Linked DNA regions of Triticum aestivum: region 2 is linked to region 1. The links are chromatin contacts, called in public Hi-C maps. All regions are on one chromosome and are shown on one strand. Each heading gives the region's core, a stretch centred on a gene start, on an enhancer-like site or on the middle of the called end of the contact. The rest is flanking DNA. Distances are from core to core; before and after follow the strand shown. Region 1 holds the start of LOC123140168 (ras-related protein Rab7). Region 2 holds the start of LOC123140184 (probable alpha,alpha-trehalose-phosphate synthase [UDP-forming] 7).

Region 1 (5,486 bases), core at 1,752-4,251:
TGCCACCCACCACGTCCACGGTGTCCGGCATATACCTTCAACAGCGTAGCATTTCCGTAAGATTACAAAGTGAAGCATAAAATGAAATTTTTAAAAATATATGCTACTCCTACAACTATCTGAACATAAACCACGGGAACGACAATCAGCACTAAAGGCAACTAAATTAACTATTGACACTTCAATATTACATCTAGTTTTCCTTTCTGTATTACTACATGATATATTCACTTGCAACGAATGCAGTTCACATTCACCAAAGACAATAAAGAGAGTAAAAGATATTGTCCTTACAGTTCTTCCTCTGGCTCGTTCTTCAGAGCATTCTTTACTATACACTGGAAAGCTTCCTCCACGTTGATTCCATCCTTGGCAGAAGTCTCAAAGTATGGGATGTTCCCTTTAGAGGCACACCATGCCTTTGCCTTTTTCTCAGAGACCTGAATGGAAGCAGTTTACGTATCCCTAAGAATCCATCAGAGAGCACCTATTTACTGAGAAAAGGCAAAGCATAAAGTGAATATAGGTAATTACCACACGGCTATTCCCGCCATCTACATCAACTTTGTTACCCAGCAGAACAAAAGGGAAGTTATCAGGATCTGATGGGCTAGCCTGTCAAAGTAAACACCCAAGTGAGACAGGCATAACATGATTCTGGACTGTTAATGAATTATGAAAAATAATTCACCTGAATTAGAAACTCTTCACGCCAGTTGTTCAGATTATCAAATGATTTCATCGAGTTAACATCATAAACTAGAACACAACAATCTGCTCCGCGGTAGAATGCAACACCAAGACTTTGAAACCTCTCCTGACCGGCAGTATCCCATATCTACACAGAAACATATGTTAATCCACACACACACACAAAAAATTCTGTCTAAGCATCATATATAAGTGGTCATATAGAATGGTAATGAAAAATATACAGAATCACAGGTACCAGAAAACCTCAAGAAACAGATTTCTCATGCATCCATTAGCAATGTGCTTTAACAGAATCATTCAGAAAACAAAGAGCCGCTAAGAAATAGTCTGACATTTCAAATAGCAGGAGTTAACATGAAAAATATAACGTTTGCTAGTTCGTAGGGGTTAAGAGCATATGATGAGTGAAGAGCAGGGATGGGGCAAAACCACTTTGATAGAATCATTCAAAAAACAAAGGAAACGCTAGGAAACAGCTTGATATTTAAAATAGATGGGATTAACATGAAGAATGAACCACTTGCTAATTTGTAAGGGCTAATAGCATAGGTTGAGTGAAGAGCTGGTATGGGGCAAGCCTGCTTTAACAAAATCATTGAAAAACAAAGGAGCTGCTAGGAAACGGTTTGGCATTTAGGATAGTTGACACTTGAAACTAACATGAATAATGCGCCGCTTGCTAATTTACTAGGGGCTAATAGCATAGGTTGAGTAAAGAGCAGGTATGGGGCAAGCCCGCTTTAACAAAATCATTCAAAAACAAAGGAGCTGCTAAGAAACGGTTTGGCATTTAGGATAGTTGAAACTAACATGAAGAATGCACCTCTTGCTAATTTGTTAGGGGCTAAAAGCATAGGTTGAGTGAAGAGCAGGTACGGGGCAAACCTGCTTTAACAAATCATTCAAAAACAAAGGAGCTGCTAGGAAACCGTTTGGCATTTAGGATAATTAAAACTAACATGAAACATGAACCGTTTGCTAATCTGTAGGGGCTAATAGAGTAGGACGAGTGAAGAGCAGGGTGCAAAACAAACTAATACTCCCTCTGTAAAGAAATATAAGAGCGTTTAGATCACTACTTTAGTGATCTAAATGCTCTTATATTTCTTTACAGGGGGAGTAACAATTATTTGTTGTCAGAGGCCCAAGGCTAAATCAGAAGAACATCATGCCAAGATAAGTAGTACTTTTATGCCCTAGTGAATTCTTGAACCATTTACACTTTTCTAGGAATTGTTCTCATGTAAAATCAAATGGTCTATTTATTTTCTTTCGGAAGACTACACTATATGTGGGTCCACTTTCTGATGTCCATACAAATTTAGCTCCAGCATAAGTCGACAAGCCAATAATTCCAGTCATGCTGTACCCAATGGTGTACAATAATATTCACAGCTGAGAACACTAAACTAAGCAGGACTGCAAATGATGCAAGGATTGAACCAATCATGCAGCATCAACCGTGTGATGATCCACACAAAGAGTAGATCGACGGATAACATTTGCTATCTTGTACTTTACATGGGACAGGAGCAGTTCAACAACTAATGATGGTGATGCCAAACCACACTAGCACTACTCACATGAACTGAAGTAGTGAACTAGGCATAGAGCATGATCCAGCAGCGGCAAAAAAGAAAGACGAGGGCATAAAGATCTTCTTACTTGTAGGGTGAAGAGCCTGTCCTCGAACTGCACCTCCTTGGTGAGGAAATCGGCGCCAATCGTAGCCTTGTACTGGTTGCTGAACTTCTTGTTCACATATCTGAATTAAATCAAAGCTCAAGGAAACACAAGCCAAAACAACTACTTATGCTCCAGTACAAAATCCAATCTGTCCGGAACGACACAGCTAACTCGACGCAATTATAATATCTGAACACGAATCTCAGGATACTGGTTCATCAAGGAAGTCTTCCCAACCCTAGATCACAGAAGACGAAGAGAGAAAGTCAGCGAGGAATCGAGAGAGGGGGGATAACAGAGCCGCGTAAAACGGGGGGAGAGAGATCCGAAGCGCTCACCCGCTGTCGCCGAGGATGATGACCTTGAGGAGGGTGCGGCGGCGCGAGGCCATCGGGATCTAGGGCCCGGGGCGATCGATCTCGCTCGCGCGCGCCGGAGGGACTGGAAGGGGGCGGGGCGGGGCGAGGCGAGGCGAGACGAGACGAAAGAGCTGAGCTGTCGCGCCGCGTCGACTCGTGTGCTCTGTGCCTCTGTGGTGGGCGATGCGAGGGAGGCCCGGAAGAACTGCGCCGAAGGGGGCCGTGATGTGATGTGGCGACCGTAAGGCCAACTCCACGGTGCGACCCTATCCTGTCCGCCCCCGTCCGTTTGGAGTAAAAAGGACAAAAGCGACGGCGCAGCGCGCGGGCGCAAACGGACTTTGTGTCCGCTTTGTGTCCGCTTTCGACCCATCCCCGGCCCAAACTTGCGCTGGTTTTGGGATGAAACGGACAGCGCGCGGACGGGCGGGACGCGCGCGCTTGTCCTCCCCTGGCCCGCCTGTCGGTAGGAGAAACCAAAATCCCCCCACGCCCATTTGGCGCCATTTGCCCCAAACCCTCCCGCCGCCCTCTCTCTCCTCCATCCATGGCCGACGCCCAGCCGAGTCACGGCGGCCTGGCCGTCGACCCGCCCGCAAAGGTGAAGAAGAAGGCGCCAAGGAAACCGCGGTCGGAGTGCACGCCGGAGGAGATCGCCAAGTTGGACGCGGAATCGGCGAAGAGGAGGGAACGGAGAGCGGTCGTCAAGCTCAATGCCGCCGCGGCCAAGAGAGCCGCCATGCGCGAGGAGCTGGAGGCCGCGCGGCGCAAGGCCGCTACCGACAAGAAGGAGGACCTCGTCAACAAAGCGCACGCCATCCTCATGCTTGGCATGAGGCGTCCTGCCGGGTTCCCTGCAGCGGCCGTCGCCCCGGCGAGCACCAGCTCGTCGGTTGCGCGGCCTACGCACTGCGGCCAGTCGCCGACGTCGCGCACCGCGCCCATGTCGTCGTGCTTCCCTCCGCCAAGGCACGACGGCCAGACCCGTTTCTCGAGGTCGCCGGACGTGGGCGCGTTCGCGCCGTCCACACCGCGCCCCGCGGCCGTCATCGACCTCAACGTCACGCCCGGGTCCAGCAGCGGCGGGCGGCCGTCCGTCGAGATGCTAAGAAAACAGGCACGGGCACCGTTCACGGGCACCATGCCGGCCCCCCGCGTCTTGTTTGATGAAATGCCAACCCCAACGCCAGCGGTCGACGACCCCTTCTACAACCGCTACATGGAGGACGTGATCTTCGACGGTGGGCATGGTCGTACCTACGACCCCAATGAGACCCAAAGTCAGGATGGCCGTGCCGAGTACGTCCCCGATGAAGGTGGGCACGACCGTGCTGACTACGACCACGTTGACTCGTGGCATGAAGACGATGACATCTATGTCGAAGGTGATGATGAAGAAGAAGAAAGCAATGACGTTGATATTAGTGGTGCGCCATTGTTCATCGACGAGCTCACCCAAAGAGCGGAGGCACAAAAGAAGAGGAAGAGCATTCGCACGGGTTCATATACACAAGATGAGGACAAGTTGATTTGCCAAGCTTGGATGGAGATTAGCCAAGATCCGAGGACCGGCGCGCAATAAAAGGGCATTGTTTTTTGGACGAGAGTCCACAAAACATTCCATGAAAGGAAGATGTTTGAGCCCTTCCAAATTACAAGCAACCGTGGCATCGGTTCGATTCAAAAAAGATGGTTGTTCATCCAACAAGAGTGCAACAAGTATTGCGCCGCATTTGAGAGCGTTGAAGCACGGCCCGTGATTGGTCTCGGCGTTGGGGACATGGTATGATCTCCCCTTTCTAGCCCTTTCCTTGCTACGGCCATGAGACTTTGGCCGTGTATATGTTTGCATGTTCACTTGTTATTGATCATGTGGTGTAGGCATTCCAATATTTGGAGGCATTCAAGGCCCGGCACAATGACAAGCCATTCACTCTTACGCATTGTTGGACGCTCATCAACATGTGCCCTAAGTTCAAGGACCAATACCGTGAACTACAAAGGGAGAGAGGACTGAAGACGACCAAGTTCGCCGGAGGTGGAGATGGCAAGGCGTTGAAGAGGCCGAGGGGCAAGACCAACTCCAAGGTGGATGACATACGTGACGCCTCATCCATGGCCTTGCATGACACTTTGCATGGCATGATGTCTCAAAAGGATTTGAGGGACGAGAAGAAGCGGCAAAGCAAGGACGAGCAAATGAAGCAATACCTAGACCTTCAAAGACAGAAGCTTGAGATGGAGGAGGCGGCCAAGAGGAGGAAGATCGACTTGGAGGAGGCGGCCCGGCAACGGCAGCTCGACATGGAGGAGGCGGCCCGGCAAAGGCAGCTCGACATCGAGGCCGACAACGTCAAGGCCAGGCAGAGGCAGCTCGACATCGAGGCCACCAATGCCGCCACCAAAGGGAAGGAGGTGGCCCTCGCGATCATGAGCGTGGACTTGTCGAAGATGAGCGACAAGACGAGGGCCTGGTTCGAGGCCAGGCAGAAGGAGATGCTCGACGCCGAAGGCCTGAACTAGATCATCCGATCGGCGTGGCCGTTCTTTTTGAGGCTGGCATGGGTGCCGCCCGCCCGCCCGTCGGGCCGCTGGTAGTGTGCCGGCGAGAAAACATTCATTTTGGAGGCCGGCTGTGTTGCCGGCCGCTGGCTGTGTTGCCGGCGAGGAGAACTATTCATTTTGGAGGCTGGCTGTGTTGCCGGCCGCTGGCTGATGCCGGCGATG
Region 2 (5,486 bases), core at 1,607-4,106, 570 kb before region 1:
AACCTGGTACACGAGTTTAATGAACATAAGGTGCATGAACCTACAAGTCCTAATTACTGACTCCGCTAGTTGGTCATTACAGTGAAGTACTCCCTCCGATCGCCAAAGGAGGGCGTACAATTCTGAGCACAGCAATTAAGGAGAGAATCTCATGCAGTTTATTTCCCAGATTTACCCTTGAAAAGCGCCGCAAAATACTCGCTCCACGCGCCTCGATAACAAGCATCCGTTTAATATGGGCCTCACGCTGGCCAATCCTAGAGTGTGAATGCTATAGAGGAGCAGAATGCGCAGCCTTAGCCAATCATGCTATGTGCATGCAGCGACAGATAATAATGTGAATCAGTAAAGCAGATCCGAGGGAGGGGTATTTTGTCAAGCACTGCGTTATTCTCCCACCTGACGCCCTAATTTCATGGAGGGAGTACCAAACAAACAACTGGTGCATGTAGTAGCCTGACAAGGAACAAATGAAGAATTTCCTATTGATACAAGAAAAACCAACAAAAGTAAACTAGATTGCTATTTGCTCGATGAAGCAGAAAACACTGAGACCTTTGCATCTGCAGTTGACCTAGACTCCTATTCCTATTATGTCTGAATAAAGTACAGACTTCACTGTTAATCTGAAGCAAAATGTACAACAGTGGTAATAAAAAATTGTACCTTAAGAAATAGCCATGCTCTGCCGCGATGCCTAGAATTGGACATGAGGAGAACATTGATCCCAAGCTATTCTTGCTTCTTCCACTGACAATAAAGACGATGTTGTTCTTATCCGAGCATAGGGTATTAATGATGCTTACTAATTCTTCACTCGGTTTCTGGTAGAGAGAAGCCTGTGGCACCAATGTACCATCATAGTCAAGAAATATAGCTCTACTCTTTGATCTCCCATAAGACATTATAATTGAATCAAAACTAAGCTTTGAGAAATTTGGGTCTAGTGCCACCACCCTGAATCCAAATCCCAATCCAATGCCCCAACATGGCTTCCTGAAATGATCCTTGCAAGCCCTCTCCAGGTCCTGGATAAAGCTCCTTGACCAATATGCAACGTCATGTGTGCTTACATAGCGGTAATGTTTTTCGTGCCTCAGCTCCTTGTCACGCTCTGACATTGATATGGCCTCATTTAGTGACTCCGCCGTTGATTCAACATTCCATGGGTTAATACGAATGGCACCACTCAGTGAAGGTGAGCACCCAATAAATTCCGAGACAACTAGCATGCTCTTGCGTGGCCCACTCACCTCAGGTGCAGACTCAGAGCTAGGTATGCCCTGTCGACAGACAACATACTCATATGGGGTCAAATTCATCCCATCCCTCACAGCCGTCACCACGACACACTCAGCGACCGTATAATATGCAAGCTTCTCCACACTTGGGACATTCCGATCAATGAGAACAATTGGGCTGTACCCGGACTGGCCAAACTCTCTGTTAATCCTCTCACAACTATCCTGAATCTCAGCCCGAATGGACTCAATATCCTTTCCCTTCCCACGTGCTGGGTTAGCAATCTGTACTAACACAGCCCTGCCCCGCCACTTAGGATGTGTCTTCAACATATACTCAAATGCAAGAAGCTTCAGATTGATGCCTTTAAAGATATCTGTGTCATCCACACCAAGCAACACAGTCTTGCCCTCAAATTGCTGCCGCAGCTCAGCAACCTTCTGCTGCATTTCAGGTAACCGCAGCACTGACTGCAATTGACCCATATGGATTCCCACTGGCATGATCTTGATCCCAACAGTGCGACCATAGTAATCCAGACCAATATATCCACGCTTTGACTGGTACTCTATCCCCAGCATCCTACTACAGCAAGACAGAAAGTGCCTGGCATAATCGAATGTGTGGAATCCAATGAGATCACAGTTGAGCATAGTCCTGAGGATCTCCTCTCTGACAGGGAGGGATCGGTATATCTCTGATGAGGGGAATGGGCTGTGGAGGAAGAATCCGATGCGGAGGCGATTGAAGCGGCGGCGGAGGAAGGTGGGCAGCGCCATGAGGTGGTAATCATGGACCCAAACATAGTCGTCCTCCGGGTTGATGACCTCAACGATCTTCTCGAAGAAGTGCTTGTTGGCGAGGACATAGGCCTCCCATGAGGCGCGCTCAAACCGACCACCGGCAGATGCACCGTTGTCATTGGGAGATTGAGCGGTGGCGAAGGGGAGCATGTAATGGAAGAGCGGCCAGAGGTAGCCCTTGCAGAAGTTCTGGTAAAATCGATCGTAGAGGTCGGCGGGGAGGAAGACGGGGGCGCAGCGGAAGCCGTCGATGAGGGTCTGCGAGACCTCGTCCTGCTCGGCGGCGGGCACGTCGGCGCGGAGGGTGCCGATGAAGAGCACCTCCATCTCGTCGGGGACGCCGTCGCGGAGGCGGAGGAGGAGCGAGTCGTCGTCCCAGGAGAAGACCCAGCCGCGGCCGTCGGGGCGGCGGCGCGCGACGACGGGGAGCTGGTTGGCGACGACGATGAGGCGCTCGCAGATGGCGGAGGAGGGCACATCGGAGGCGACGCTGCTGGTGGCGGCCCGCTCGTCGTCCTCGTCGTCCAGCTCCGACAGCGTGCCGGGCACCGTCATGACCCGCGGCATCCGCCTCGACCCGAACGACCCCGACCGGCGCCTCCCGCCGCCGGCCGGGCCGAGCGCCGCGAAGTTCCCCGCCGCCAGGTCGAGCAGGTTGGTGTAGGACCTCGACATCATGGCTGAATCCCCCGGATCGATCCCCGCCGGATCCGCGGAATGGCGAGTGTTTTATCCAAACCCTAGGTCCGCCCGCGCCTTTGACCGATCCGGCGTTTTGGAGTTCGGGGGAATGGGGAGCCGAAGTGGGGCGACGGGGAAGACGAGCACACAGTATATTGCCCCCTTGCTGGACTCGGCGCACGGCGCCTGCCTCCTGGTCCACCCCTCACCGACCGATGGGCCCTACCATTCCTGTCACCCGCCGGCGCAGTGCACCCTGCCCACACAGACAGACCACGCGGCGGAGAAAAGAGGATAAGGTGGTGCGTGCCCCACCGGCTCCAGCTGGCGTCACGCTGCCACCTGACGACCCTGGGGCCCACCCAAACGGACGCACGGGATGGCTCCGCGCACGCGATTGACGGACGAGATCAGCCGGGGGCTACAGCTTGTGGATAAAGAATTCCCCAGGCCATTTGGTCCGGCGCTTTCATGAGACGTCCCGGTCCCCCTTCCCGTTCCCGCAAGCGAGCGACAGCGATAGCCCAAACGCGGTGGCCCGGGACACGCGTCCGGCAGCCGCGCCGCCGCGTCGACATGATGCCGACGCTGCAGATGTGTCCGTGACTAGGCGCAACGCTGTCCACGAATTTGATCTGCGGTGAGGTGGCCAGCGTCGCCGCTCCGGTGATGTGGCGCCACATGGGCCACCCGTGGCACGCGCGGCATGTCAGCGAGGCCGCGACTGCGACCGTCCGTGGCCACGTCGCCCTCGGATGCCCATTCCAGGTAGGCATACGGTCATCCATCGAGACGGACGCCACGAGGAGCGTCGCGCGCAGGATATCCCTAATTAATTCGCGCGACAGACAACCAGCTAACAAACAGCTAGCGAACAGAAGGGCAGTGTCTTCTAGCTCTGTCTTTCGAGGAAAAAAGGACAAGCAATCTTAGTGGCTAATTAAGCGTGAGGCAGCAGGCGCACTGGCCACCCAACCCATGATGATAGTCTGACCAGCATAGCATATCCCTTGATTTTTATTCGGATAACGTGCCCTTTGCCGTTGCCGCTAGGTAGGTTCAACTTCAATCCAGTGGTGCAATTTGGTTTAGGAATATCTGATGATATAGTATAGCCAGTTGGCCATGTAGCGTAAGGCAAGTTGTTGTACGTACTGGTCAAGCTTTTGACGATGGAATCTCCAGGTGAGGATCAGTGGGGCTGGGGCCATATTGTTGGCCTTCGTGTGTTGTAAATTGTATAGTACTACTATTATACCATTGTAGTGATGTACTAGCACCCCTCGATCGCATACTAGTTTTGTCTCAAGTCAAACTTTGTAACATTTAATCAAGTTATATATACAAAAAATTATTAACATGCACAATCCCAAATCAACCATTAGAATCACCATTTAATATATTTTCATAACATATATATTTGTTATTGTGAAAGTTAAAATTATTTTTGATAAACTTGGTCAAACTTTATGAAGATTGACTTAGGTCAAAGCTAATATGCGGAGTAAATAAAAACGAAGGGAGTATGTCAATAACTTTTTAAAACTCTGCATTATTACATGACCAGATTGACCTATGGTCTGTTCAAACTCTTCGTAATTGTGTGATGTCTTTTTTCAGATATTTTTAAGAGTGTTCTGGACGAGCTCTACCGTGAATAACAAGTTGTGATGACAACACTGTAGCTTGTGTGTAGAGCCACAATTGCTTTGACTACGACTCGATCTCTTCCCTTCAATTGCCAATGTCTTCATCGATCATGGGTCTTTGCACGCGTGCACAAGGCAGAAGCGGGTTTCTTAGTGTTACTTGCGTTGCACGCTTAGTCGACGTTCATGATGATTTTAGTGAAGGGATTTAAGATCTAGTAATGGCGTTATAGTTAGCGACACATGCATGTGGCGAAAGCATGAGATGCTTGGTGAAAAAGCACAAGATGTCATTGGCTAGGCCAGTAAAGCAATGGCGGCGCACATGCATTGCCCCTTGTTCCCAGTAGTGGAAAATCTCTTGATCGATATGTTTTTCTCCTTTTTCTTTACTCCCTTGCGTCTTTGAAGAGAGGAGAAACAATATAATTTCTTGATAAGTTTATAAAATTAATTTTCTTGAGCTCGTGCACATGTTGTAGAAATTTTGTGGTATGTCTTCTCTATTAATCGGCTCAAAAAGCGACGGGGAACTCAAAGGTTTAGCTAAAGACATGAAGATAACGACTGTTGCTAGCGTGTTTTGCTCGGTGTTGCAAGCTCTTCTGTCTTCACCCCTTCCACAACTCGGACCACCTCTGGAGAATGGTTAACGAGTGTTACAATCTTTAGTGAGGGAATTCAAGATCTAGTTAGGGTGGACAGCCAGTACCATAGTTGCATGGTGAAAACCCTCAAGATGACCTTAACTTGACCGGTAAGGCAATCATCGCGCACTAACATTGCCCGTTGCTCCCAGTAGTGAAAAAAAACTCTTGACTGTGACTTCCTTCCTTTACTACTCATATGTGTCATCGGGGAGAGTAGAAACAAGATAATTTCTTGAAAATCAGGTGTAACCCCCTCTCCCCTGCATCAAGGGATGCACAAGGACATTTATTAATTCCTTTTGTCGGAATTTTTTAAGATATATGGCGGTATGCCTTCTCTATTAATTGTCTCAAAAGGCAAGAGGGGCCTCAACGTTTGACTAAAGTCAAGATAATATTGATTGCAAAGTGTGATTTATTTGGTCTCGCACACTCTTATGCATTCTCCCCTTACACAACCC

The links. A called contact is a pair of places that touch in the nucleus more often than the background predicts.
Region 2: a contact with region 1 is called in a Hi-C map of leaf, with 5 times the contacts expected there. The contact joins the promoter of LOC123140184 here to the promoter of LOC123140168 in region 1. A contact is called at or near these places in 2 of 5 Hi-C or Micro-C datasets (both in leaf).

What each region holds. Positions count from the first base shown.
Region 1 is chr1B:587,675,766-587,681,251 of IWGSC CS RefSeq v2.1, reverse strand. It overlaps LOC123140168 (ras-related protein Rab7), which reads right to left and starts at 3,001. Exons shown (of 7, transcript XM_044559899.1): 1 at 2,739-3,001; 2 at 2,612-2,638; 3 at 2,380-2,479; 4 at 692-838; 5 at 535-615; 6 at 295-440; 7 at 1-35. The coding sequence starts at 2,791.
Region 2 is chr1B:588,244,390-588,249,875 of IWGSC CS RefSeq v2.1, reverse strand. LOC123140184 (probable alpha,alpha-trehalose-phosphate synthase [UDP-forming] 7) reads right to left here and starts at 2,856. Exons shown (of 3, transcript XM_044559900.1): 1 at 667-2,856. The coding sequence starts at 2,723.